2 separate regions of the Rattus norvegicus genome follow, and region 2 is linked to region 1. The links are chromatin contacts, called in public Hi-C maps. All regions are on one chromosome and are shown on one strand. Each heading gives the region's core, a stretch centred on a gene start, on an enhancer-like site or on the middle of the called end of the contact. The rest is flanking DNA. Distances are from core to core; before and after follow the strand shown.

Region 1 (6,029 bases), core at 2,858-5,357:
GGCCTGTGTCACAAGACTCAGCCAGAGATGGATTTTGAAGGTTGGCAGGACATGAGCTTGTCAAGGCCAAGTTTGGTAGGACAGGCAACACACAATGTAGGGCCTGGTCACTTTTATACCTTGGGCCTTTTTAAGACTATGATGCTTGGGTTCCATGCTAATAAGTTGAGCAAGGTGGGATCCTAGCAAGGGGAAGCTCCTAGAACACCCTCTTGGAATTCTGTTAAAGCCTAGACTGCAGAGCTGAACACCAAGCAGTAAGAACTGGGGGAGGCTTTCAAGTCTGTAGAAGCCTCTGCCCCTGCAGTCTATGGAAAGGTTGCATTATGGCCAAGACAAGGCTGAAAGGCAGAAGCCTACAGAGCAGACTTCTGGATGAAAGGGAGAGGGCCTTGGAAGATGAGTGAGTTGGGTTCATTCTGGGAAGAAAGACTGCCTGGCTTACCTTCGCAGGGTTTAATGGTGTAGACAGCAGCTGTAATGTCTTGTCCTTTCTTTTCCACTCAACAGAAACAGAACAGCTGGCCTCCGAGTTGTGAAGGGCCTAAGGGTTTTGTAGGACCTGGCTTAGCCTAACTTGCTCACCTGCCTAAGCAGAACCATTTTAGAACCTTCAGCCAAATTCTGGAAGGATATGATATCACCCTGGTGATTTACTGGAAACCCTTTGAGAGCAGGTACCAAACCTCCAGCCTCACCTCTAGAATGGGACTTTTGAGACCTTTGCTTATGTGACTTCCAGGGCCCTTGCAAGGTAAAGACTTGCCAGAGTAGGGCCTTGGAGGTGTGGGTGTCCTGTGACAAGAATGGTTCCTGATTTTGCTGTAGCCAATTTTATCATCAAAGTGCCATCCCAGCATTTGCTGCCAGCCCTACACATTCACCAAGCTGGACTGAGCTGGGCATGACATAATCACAGCACTCAGGGACTGAGGCAGGAGGATTAAAAGTTCAATGCCAGCTTTGACTACACAGTATGTTCAAAGCTATCCCAGGATACTTAGTATGATCCTGCCTGAAAAAAATGAGAAAGGTGAAGCTCTGCTATGCTCTAACACTGAACTGGAGACTGGGGTGTAGCAAAAAGCAATTTAAAGCAAATCTCTAGGGCTAGGGATGTATCGTGCTAACATAGTACGCTTGGGGCCCTAGATTCAATTCCGAGTATTTTTTTTTTTGGTTCTTTTTTTTTCGGAGCTGGGGACCGAACCCAGGGCCTTGCGCTTCCTAGGCAAGCGCTCTACCACTGAGCTAAATCCCCAACCCCGCCAATTCCGAGTATTAAAAATTGAGGAGGAGAAAAGAAATAGATAGGTGGATGGATGGATGGATGGATGGATGGATGGATGGATGGATGGACAGACAGACACAAAAAAAATGAAAAATAAAGGAGATGAGTTGGCAGGTAAAGATTCTAGTGCACAAACTTCCTGACTCCTTCTATCCTAAAACCTGATTTAAATGCCATGTGTGGGGGCTATGGTGAGGGTGTGTGGGGGCTGGGGGATGGGGGGGATGGTACAGGTCATGGCACGCCTTTAATCCCAACACTGGGGAGACAGAGGCAGGCAGATCTTTGAGTTCAAGGCCAACCTGGTCTACAGAGTGAGTTCCAGGACAGCCAGGGCTACACAGAGAAACCCTGTCTGGGAAGAGAAGAAAACAAAAGTGAGCAGCCAAAAACCCAGGTGTGACCCCAGAACTCCTAATAGGGATGGGAGGCTGAGAGGGGAGAATCTCATGGGAGGTCTCGGCCAGCTAGCCTGTAGTGTATATATAGCCAGGAGCAGAAACAAGAGACCATTGCCTTCTGAAACTTGTCCTTCAGCCTCTACATGCATGAGAGGACACACACACACACACACACACACACACACACACACACACACAATGTATATATAAATTAAATATAAACAAATGTCTGCCCCTGGGGAGGCTACTGTGCTCGCTGTTAAGAGAGAAAGGTCAGAAATCAGATAATCAAATATACTACATTGTACCTGATGTTCAATAATACCAAGAGGTCTAAGACAGTAAGGAGGACAGGCTAGGGAGAGTTCATGACCTTCCAGAGTTCCAGGCCACTTCCAAAGAGCAGTAGCCTTGCCAATGGGCACTAATTCTGCTATGATTGGGGTAGGAAAGTTTAGGAGGGTTGTTTGGTTGTTGTTTTCTCTTTTTAATTATGCTCATCAATGCTGGGGGCTGTGTATGTGAGTGCAGTGCCTCTAGAGGCCAGAAGAGGGCGTTGGATTTCCCCAGAACTGAAGTCACACATGAGTGTGAGCCACCAGCAATGGGTTCTGGGAAGAAAACTCCGAGTTGTCTGCAAAAGCAGCAAGTGCTCCCTCCAGCCCAGCTTAGATTTCGAGAAGAGGACCTGCCTTGGCAGGGGCATGGTATTGTCCTCACTGGAATTTAGCTTGAGAGAGGGGGAAAGCAAAAGCCACAGAGGACAGCCACCCATAAAAACAGTCTAGAAGTGTTCTTTGCCATGTAGGCCAACAGGGTCTACTAAATCAGTACATGTCACCTACGAAAGAGACAAAGGACAATTAGGGGATAGCAAAGGATGGGCTTTTGGGTGGGAAGTAGCTGTCTACAGAATTGGGGGGGTGAATGAAGAGATGGGAGGCAGGAGATGGCAGGTGGCATTTGAAGGAACTCAGTTGGCTCAGTCATTACCCTTGCCCTCTGCTAGGGAAAATTGAAGTCCCATGCCCATAAGCCCCTAGAAATCCTAGAGACCCTTGTACCTAATGATAACCCACACAGTGGAAGCTTGCTTCTAATAAAAACACTTAAAGATCAAATTTTCCATGTAAATAGTGGGGGGGAATGTACTTGGGACTCAATCTCCCAAAGGACAGTTGAATCAAAACTAAATTGTTGTTGTTGTTGTTGTTGTTGTTGTTGTTGTTGTTGTCGTTGTTGTTGTTTTAATCCCAGGTATTACAGGAACTTAAAATAATTGAGTTCAAGCAAACAGTTAAATTGATAGGGTGTGGTGGTGGTACATACCTGGAATCTTAGCACTCGGGAGGCTGAGGCAAGATAGTATGGGCTACATAGGAAGGTTCAAGCAATGTGCTAGGAAGTTTGATTGGAAATTCAAAGCTTCTCTTTTCCCCTAACCGAATCATCTAGTGACACAACAGTCTGTACTTGACTTACACACCATCATAAAGAGAATAACTCAAAATGCTCAAGGGCTGCGTCAGCTGTTTTCCAAGAGATCTGCTTCTGAAAGCTCCTTTGCCCTCCTGGCTTGTGGATGGGTCCTTCCACTGAGAATAGTGCCAACCCACTCACCATGCCCAAGGCTGGGATGTGGGCCAGGGGAACAGTGCTTGTAGCATTCACAAGGCCCTGGTTCCATTAGTGTTTGGGATAGGGGTAGGGAGGTTGTGAAGCAGACCTACAGTGAATGAATGAATGAATGAATGAATGAATGACTCCTTCTAAGTTGGGAGCAATAGCCAGAACCATTCTCACTGGTTTCAGGAAATTCATTCAGCAGCTTCAGGCCTACATGCCTGCTAGTGTTGGGCTATGACCCTGGAAAGGCCAAGGCAAGATAGATAGATGATGCACCTAGCTGATCAGAAAGGAAGATTATCTGGGTGGGGGCAGATTTTATACAGTTATTTCATTAGTGGCTATTTCTGTACTGTGATAACTTGTCATAGAACCACAGTGACCTAGACAGTAAATGTTTTGAGAAAGATACAGAGACCTGGACCTAGATAGACCCAACCCTCCACTCTGTACTTCAGTTGCAATGTCCACTAAACACCTCCAGGAATTGCCATCTAAGAAAAATAAAGATGGCCGGAAGGTTCCTATCAGGCAATGGCAGTTCTTAACCCCCAAATCTTTCGGACTCGCTCTCTTCGGTCTCCTTTGTGTTGCTGTGTTTTTCTTCAAGGGCCTGACTCAAGAGGTGGAGTATTACCCGCTCAGTGCTCCGCGCCCACAAAGCCACATTTATGTAATCATTCCAAAACTCACAACTCCTGAGAACTTTGAGGAATGTTATTAGGCCCTGGAGGCCAGAAGGGCCGTTTCCAGGGTAACAGCAGCTCCATACAAGGCAGCCAGCAAGGCCTTTCCCTCCCTCCACTCCTTCAGACCATGTTCAGTGACAACCCATGCCTAGAGCTCAGGAGCCACATCTTATAGCCCTCACCCGCCAGACCAGGACTCACCGGAAGGGCCCATCACTAGCCTACGAGCACCATACGGCCACCCCATCCTACTTCAAATATGTTCCTGTGGGTCAGCAGTCTGCAAGGCTGGCTGCGGTTTGGAAAGTTAGAGATGTGAGGTACTCCAGCCAGCATTTGTTTTTTCCACAGTGTAGCCCCAGGCGAGCTGGCTGCCTTTTGTTTTGTGCAGAGGTGGAAATGAGAATTGTCTGTAACAGAGCGAATGCTCTTCCCAAGTGCTGTAGCAACTGCCTCGGGCTGCCTGTGAGACCCACCACCCCTTACCTGGGCTGAGCCTTCTTACTTCAGTGGTTACCCATTGGGTAAAAGAGAGTTGGAAAGGAAGAGGGAGGCAGGTAGGGAGCATTTCACATTGACTTTTCTCCCTATGGTGTGAGGTAGCCTGATAAAGCCTTACAGTACCACTGAGGACCCATAGTTCTCATTCTCTCTCTCTCTCTCTCTCTCTCTCTCTCTCTCTCTCTCTCTCTCTCTGTGTGTGTGTGTGTGTGTGTGTGTGTGTGTGTGTGTGAGTGTGTGTGTGTGTGTGTGTGTGTGTGAGAGAGAGAGAGAGAGAGAGAGAGAGAGAGAGAGAGAGAGAGAGGAACGCATGTACTAACACACTGCACTGCACACACATACCACCATAAACTCGTATCTCATGGAAATCCAAGATTGGAGCTCTATGTTCTCAGGGCCAAGACAGATCATGACCATGGGACATCCAGATGTGTGTTCTCCTATCTCTGGATGCCCCACGGTCTCTGTTCCCACAGTCACAAAGCTCAGTCTTATGTATACTTACAAATTTCTTAAGTGATGCCTGGAAGAAGCAGCTGTTTGCTCCAATGACACCACCCCTGTCTGATTCATATGGAGTCACCCTTCCAGATGACTCCTGCCTCCTGGGAATAGACGTCACTAACAGGAAACCCCTGGGACTGGGAGATTCACCCTTGAGAATGAGAGAACCCAGGAGAGAGTGAAATAGAACTCGAGAACTCAGGAAACAAAAGAGACTAGGATGGTGCCCGGTGGCACTATTTAGGTTCAGTGACAGTGCAGGGAAGGGACAGACTTGGGATAGAGGTAGAGGGTTCAGGAGATGTGCTGAGACTAGCCCTTGGATGAAAGAGATCTGCTGGCACAGAGACGAGTGAACAGCCCGGCCATATGTGAGCAGAGAGGACCACACATAGAACCCAGGTCTGCTTGTTTCGTTCAGAGAATTTTTTGAGCCATCCAACATCTACCTATTATGCATGGCTACTTATTATGGGCAAGGCACCATGGGCAGAACTCCAGGGGACTCGTGGCTAATTAGGCAGGACAAAGGGCCAGAACAAAATGACATATGATCTAAGTTTGGGTGTCACCCCACCACCACCAGCAGCAACAGCAGCAGCAGCAGCAACAGACCCTGAAATAAGCATCTGGGTATAATTTTTTTCTCTTTGTTTTTGTGGTGCTTCGGGTGAAACCTGAAACCTTATACATGCTAGGTATGTGTTGTACCACTCTGCTATACTCCCACCCATAGGGCAACTATTTATCTGGGAAGAGGCAGGGAAAGAATTGGACAGGCTACTGTATTTTGTGTTTGTTTGTTTGTTTTGGGTTTCTCAAGATGGGGTTTCTCTGTGTAGTCCTGGCTTTCCTGGAATTCAGTCTGTAGACCAAGCTGGCCTCGAACTCAGAGATTGACCTGTCTCAGTCTCCTGAGTGCTAGGATTAAAGGGACGCTACCACCACCTGACTGAATAGACTAGTGTTATGGGCAACTAACTGGAACTACTCCAGAGCAAGGGGGTGGGGGTGGGT
Region 2 (6,349 bases), core at 2,215-4,714, 41 kb before region 1:
ATCCAGGGAAATGTAGTCTAGATAGAAACTCAATAGGATAAGCAGATGGCTGGGATGAAAACAGAATGTCCCTGCTACGGATTTCAATGCTACACTATTATCCTAGTAAAAATTCTCTGTGTTGAGCTGGGTGTGATGGCACATACCTATAATCCCAGCACTGAAGAGGCAGAGGCAGGTGGATCTCTGTGAGTTTGAGATCAACCTAGTCTATATATTGCGTTTCAGGTCAGCCAGGGAGACCCTGTCTTTTTAAAAAAACAAAACAAAACTTTTGGTCATGTGACAAACTAGTTTGTGTGACGTGGGAAAATGTTGGAAAGATAATTAAAAGGTTGCTGGGCAGCTCCAAAAAGCTAACAGGAAGTCACCTAAGCAGGTTTGGGAAGAGCAAGATAACTAATTTTCTTGGCTTGATTCATCCATTCCACAAATATTATTGAGCCCTACAGTAGCAGACCTCTTTCTGTGTTGCGTTTGTGTTGCTATCCCCAAATCCCTCTCAGAAACTACTGAAGAGAGCAAAAGGCTTCTTCTCCTAGTCCCCAGTTTCAGAAGTATAGTCCATGATGACAGGAAGGCATGACCAACTTTATTGTATTGGAAGTATATGGCTAAGGCTCCTTACATCACCATGGGAGACAAAAAACAAGAGAGTTAGCCTGGAACCAGAGCCCTCCCTCCAAATAGGAGTCACTGCAACTCACCACACTTCCTGAGCTGGGCACATCTGAGGAAAGGTTGCAGTGGGTACTTGTTACATGTCCTCTTGGTAACTGACCACTACCAAAGGTTGTGACTCCAACACTGGCAGACATGCATGTAATCCCAGCATTTGGGAGGCAGAGGTGGTCAGATAGCGAATTAGGCCAGTCTGAGCTATATAAAGAGGCTTTCTCTCAAAAGAACAATGAAACATTGATACTCAAGAAAAAAATGACAAACTTTTCTCTATGACCTACAAGACCTTCCCAAACTGACCCTGCCTACTAAGGAGACCCCATATCAACCTTCTCTACAAATGGTGCCCTCTGATCCTGCCACAGCAGCTTTCATTGCACTCTCCCAATGTAGCCTAATTCCAAGACTTTGACACTGCCTTGTGCATCCACCTGGCCACTTCTCCCTGTCCCGATCGAATTTATCTTGCCAGGTCTCTATTCAAAACCCCTTCCCAAGCAGGCTCAGAAATACTCACCTGTAATGCTAGCGACCTGGAAGGCTGAGGCAGGAAAAGCTTCAGTTTGAGGCTAGTGCGCCATCATAGTGAGACCCTGGCTTTAAAACAAAGGGGACAGAGGTGGGGAAAGATATGGTGAGATGGCTCAGAGGTTAAGAGCAGATGCTAAGGACCAGGATTCAGCTCCTAGCATCTACATGGTCGTTCTCAACAATCGGTAAGTCCACTTCCAGGGGATCCAATGCTCCATTCTGGCATCCTACATGCAGATGGTTCAGGGATATACATGCAGGCAAAACACTCATACACATGAAAAACCTTAAAATTGTTTAGCAAGGCACTGTCTCTAAAAAAATAAACTAGAGATGTAACTCAATGGTAGAGCGACGTTAGTACGTGCAAGACAATGATCTCAGCTGACACATACAAGCCCTTCCCTAACCAACGTGCCTTAAAGAGCTCTACATATCTTTTCCACTGCTCGACTTGCCTGAGACACCCATCCATTGCTTTATTTACTATCTTCTGGCTTCCCACTTGAGTGGAGGGATACTGGGGACAGGGCTGCCTTCTTCAGCACTCAATCCTCATGCCTAAACCTGAGCTCAGAACATAGTATGTGCTCAAGAAATACTGGTCAGTGTTGGCCTTTAATCCCAGCACTCGGGAGGCAGGAGCAGGCGGATCTCTGCGAGTCTGAGGCCAGCCTGGTCTACAGAGTGAGTTCTAGGACAGCCTCGGCTGTTACACAGAGAAATTCTGCCTCTAAATACTCTGTTAGAAAGAAAGAAAAGAAAGGAAGGAAGGGAAGGAAGGAAGGAGGGAAGGAGGGAGGGAGGAAAGAGGGAGGAAAGAAAGGGAGGAAGGAAGGAAATACATACATACATACATACATACATACATACATACATACATACATACATACATACTGGTAAGAATGAATGGGTATGGCCACATCCACCAGCCTCATACACATGGCTGGAACTGAGAAGTACCTGGACAACTGGAACAGAACAGCTAGACCAACCAGTTCATGCCCCTCCCCATATCTCACCCCAGTTTCTACCATAAGTCCACATAAGTCCTTATAAAAGCCCCCAGACTAGAAACTTGATGGTACCCTGTTTCCTGGGACCCCTCCTGTTACATACTAGCTCTGTGCTCTTGTGTGCCTGCCCCTGTTGCCACCTACAAATCTATGATAAATAGACTGCTCTCCAAAACTCACCATCTGCGGTCTATGAATTTCATTCTTCAAATTCTCAAGACAAGAACCCAAAAGCCACGGGCTCAGGGTGTCTTGGGTAGCTGTGGAGTTTCCAGGACTCTAGAAAAGCCCCATTGTTCTCAGCGACACGCCAAAATTCCTGTATTGCACACACACTAAATTTTGTTTGTTTGCTTTTTGTTTGTTTTATTTTCAGAAAACAGTGTCATAAAGACAGTAGCCAGTCGTGGCTGGCCTAAAACTCACTGTGTAGACCAGACTGGCCTGTAACTCACAAAAATCCACTAACCTCGGAAATTGAAAAAGAAAAATCCACATATAAACTCTTTGTTTAGAGTTTAGGCATGCTAATGCTCTGAGGACCACATGGCACATGGGAGGCCTGAGCAATGAGAAGGGATTGCCTGGCTCTGTGTGGCTTTGGAGAAGCACAGGAGGTAGCTAGCCAGAAAGACTTACTTGGCCCAAGCCCTAGGAAGAATTTAACACTAACTTTACCCATAAGACCTTTGAAAGGACAAAGAATCAGGGTAGTGGCAAGAGTAGCTTATCCAGCACATTGGTTCTGTAGCTCCCAAGAACAGGACTCAGAAAATCTCTGACACTCCTCCACCCACCACCTCCACCCACACCAGTCGCTGTCACCCTTCCTAGATGGCCATCCCCAAGGTTTCACTTACAGATGCAAGGAAAACGGATGTAGCCCAACTTTCTCTCATTTCTGTTTGCCTCTATTGTGGGCATCCCTACCACTGTGGAGGTGGTCAGCTAAGAGCTGCATCTGCCAAGATCTCACAGGGGCGAGATGAGGAGATTTCAGTTGCTTCTGGTGTTTCAACCTCTTTTCTGATCTGGGAGGAGGAAGAAAGCCAACCCACGTGGGTGACTCAGAAAACAAGCCTAGATAAGAGCATATTGACAGGCTCAGCGAGCAGGCCCCTCATTCACACCGGCTTCAAAGACAAACACTTTCCGTTTGTCGATTTGTTTTAGGCCCTTGCCGAATCTGCAACTCTGTGGCCTTGACTCTAAAAATAAATCTCCTGCAGTAATGACTAGGCAAAGAGGAAGGCGTGCAGGGAAGGAAAAGAGGAGGCAGGCAAAGCGAAGACAGGCCAGGAGAGAAACCGAATACCAAAACAGGAAGAAGGGATGTGGGGAACTCGCCCCCGGCTGCTTCCTCCAGAGCAATAGCTAGGTGTATTGCAAAAGCCATCAGCAGGACCAGCTGTGACCCGCAGAGGCCTGCGGTTGATCAGAGCCCAACTTGGGAACAGGGTTGGGGAGGAGGGAGGGAGTGGGGACAGACAGTCCTAGTGAGCCATTTTGCCTTTAACCTGCTGCTACAAGCCTACCAACCAATAGCTCATTGACAACTGGGAGCCTATTAGAAATGCAGATTCGCCAGCCCCACCAGAGACCCTCAGAAGCACACCACGGGTAAGGATGAGCCTCAAGATCATTGGAGATGGAAAAGTCAGGCAGGGTCCCTGGGCGTCACTGAATGTAACCCAACTGAGGTGAAGTGGGCTCTTCACTTTCCTCACCCCAAACAAGTAGAAGTTGAGCCTTCCCCCTCCCTGGCCCCATGGGGAAGATGGTGCCTAGAACTTTGCTTACAACAAAGGAACAGCAAACACCTCAGAACCGTCTCTTGTTGATCACAGTCTGCACTCTTAGAATGTGCCTGTTTAGCACCTGGACCCAGGATCCTTAGGAGGTTTTTAGGTTCGTGTTCACTCAGCAGGGAAGTAACATGCCACTCCCAGGGGTCGTCTGAGACCTGATCTTAGCTTCCTCGTGGCTTCAGTCTGAAATGTTCCCTTGTCTCTACTTTGTGACTGTGGCTTTTGATTCACACCTTCATCCCTACATCCTGTCCTTCACTTGGGCCTGGCTGATGCACGAAACCCAGTCCTTACTGTTTTCATCAGTTCTCCAAAGAGACTATGCATCCTCCCTGTTGCTCTGTGGTTAGAAACTGTTATTTAGTGTGGATTCTGGGTCCCTGGCTCTTGCTCAGGCTGGGCAGGTGAGCAGGCAAGCCATTGTTTAGATGCTGAGCAGGTGACAAATAGGTATGGCTGTTCTTCACTAGAATTCTAAATAGTGGCTGTCACTCTTCATTGACTATAAAATGTACAAATGTGAATGATAAGAAAGAACGTAACTGTGGCCCATCTTATCAAATTTATTTTAGCTGTGCTTTAAAATCAATTTAATTTGTAAATTATTCATGGCATGTAGCAACTTGCACATCCCAAACCCTAGGCTTTTAAAGATTGCCCTAACTTTTCCTAGACGTTTGTAGATTTTTTTATCATTTTTTTATTACAAGAGTAATGCATATCTATTCTAGAAAATGTGGATACTACAGATAAGCAAAACTAATTATTTCATTATTATCACCTTTAATCCTATGACCAAGAAATAATCACTGGTAACATTTGGGTGTATATCCATCAGTCTTTTTTCATTCTCTACACACACATGTGAACGGCTCACTTGCTCTCTCCTTTTAAAGTCAATGCGTGCATGCTAGCTTGTCTCCATCAATGCTTTCCCCTTTGTACTGGAGCCCCACAGCCCCAGCCCCATCGTGTTCCAAGGCCAATTCCTATCAGCCCACCAGGACAAATTCTGAGCACTTCTTTCTACCTCTGCTGCATTTAGCAACTGTGGGTTGTTGGTGTTTGGGATCAGCCATGTTAGAAAATGTTCCCCACCAAGGTTTTGGCTTTCTTTTATTTTGCACCCCTCGCCCCAGACACTCAGGTGTTAGCATACCTCTGCATTGCATGTACGGATACCCAGGGCTGGCTTCGTGAGCAGGAAAACTGAGGGGTCAGCCAGAGCCTACAGTCACAGTGGCCTCGTGGATGATTTAATGCTGGACTGCCTCTATCTTGTAATTCTTAATAAGTTTGCTATTCATCCTGGGTCTCAGAACTGAAGCCTGTCAGGTGAACAGAGCATACGTGCATAAGGGAGCTATGCATTTTACGTAGGCTGGCCTTTCTGCGGGGCTCCATTAGTATGCAGTGGCCCCCAAGTGTGGCATTCAAGTGAGCCCATAAGGCTTGGAAGCTCAGGGTGACTGGGAATAGGGACACGGTGAGGATGTTACATTCACAACTGAGGAAAAGACAGTAGACAGCCTATGGAGGCTTTTCCATTTCAGATGCAGAAAGGCATGTGAAAAACCAAACCAAACCAAATGACCATGAACCAGGCCAGGGAAAAGAATAAATGGTACTGTTGGGCCAGCAAAATGGCTGAGTAAAGTAAAGATGCCTGCTGCCGAGTCTGATGACCTGAATTCAATCCCCACGACCCACGTGGGGGATGGGGACAACCAACTTTTTTTCTGACCACTGCATGGTATCCATGTGCAGCCCCCATCCAAAGTACAGCAAATAAAATGATGTGTAATTCAATTAAAAGAAATAAGGATTTCAGGTTGGTGGTACATAGCTTTATCTAAATGTATGTATGTATATATTTATGTATGAATTATGTATACATTTTCGAGGCAATATTTCATTGTGTAGCTCCATTTCAAAGACAGGAGTATATCTGTCAGTTTGGGGCCAGCCTGTTCTACATACCAATTTCAGGTCACTCAGAGTTATAAAATGAAATGCTACCTCAAAAATACACACATACACGCATACATACATACATACATACATACATACATACATACATACATACATACAAATAAACAGTGCTCTTTTTTGATAAGGGGAAATGTTGGGACGCCTTATGCATACTAGAGAAGTACTTTATCACTGAGCCATATCTTCAGGCCATATTTTTTCCCTTGCATTCCTTTTGTGTATCCATCAGCCACTTTTGCTGCAAATGGTGACAGAAAAAGAAGGGGAAAGATGAGGCAACTTATACTTTCCTTTTCTTCTACTCCTTCCTTTACTCACAAG

The links. A called contact is a pair of places that touch in the nucleus more often than the background predicts.
Region 2: a contact with region 1 is called in a Hi-C map of Schwann cells, with 3 times the contacts expected there. The contact joins two enhancer-like sites. A contact is called at or near these places in 3 of 12 Hi-C or Micro-C datasets (the A7r5 cell line, the Rat2 cell line and Schwann cells).

The regions. Positions count from the first base shown.
Region 1 is chrX:13,655,134-13,661,162 of GRCr8, reverse strand. No RefSeq gene overlaps it. Among named protein-coding and RNA genes, the nearest start is that of Rpl37al2, 200 kb to the right of the region's middle. Within about 2 kb of position 4,107, at least 10 of the 93 cell types and tissues checked have an H3K27ac peak or open chromatin away from gene starts, as enhancers often do. A contact at or near this core is called in the A7r5 cell line and Schwann cells, where this site is marked.
Region 2 is chrX:13,695,281-13,701,629 of GRCr8, reverse strand. No RefSeq gene overlaps it. Among named protein-coding and RNA genes, the nearest start is that of Rpl37al2, 240 kb to the right of the region's middle. Within about 2 kb of position 3,464, at least 10 of the 93 cell types and tissues checked have an H3K27ac peak or open chromatin away from gene starts, as enhancers often do. A contact at or near this core is called in the A7r5 cell line and Schwann cells, where this site is marked.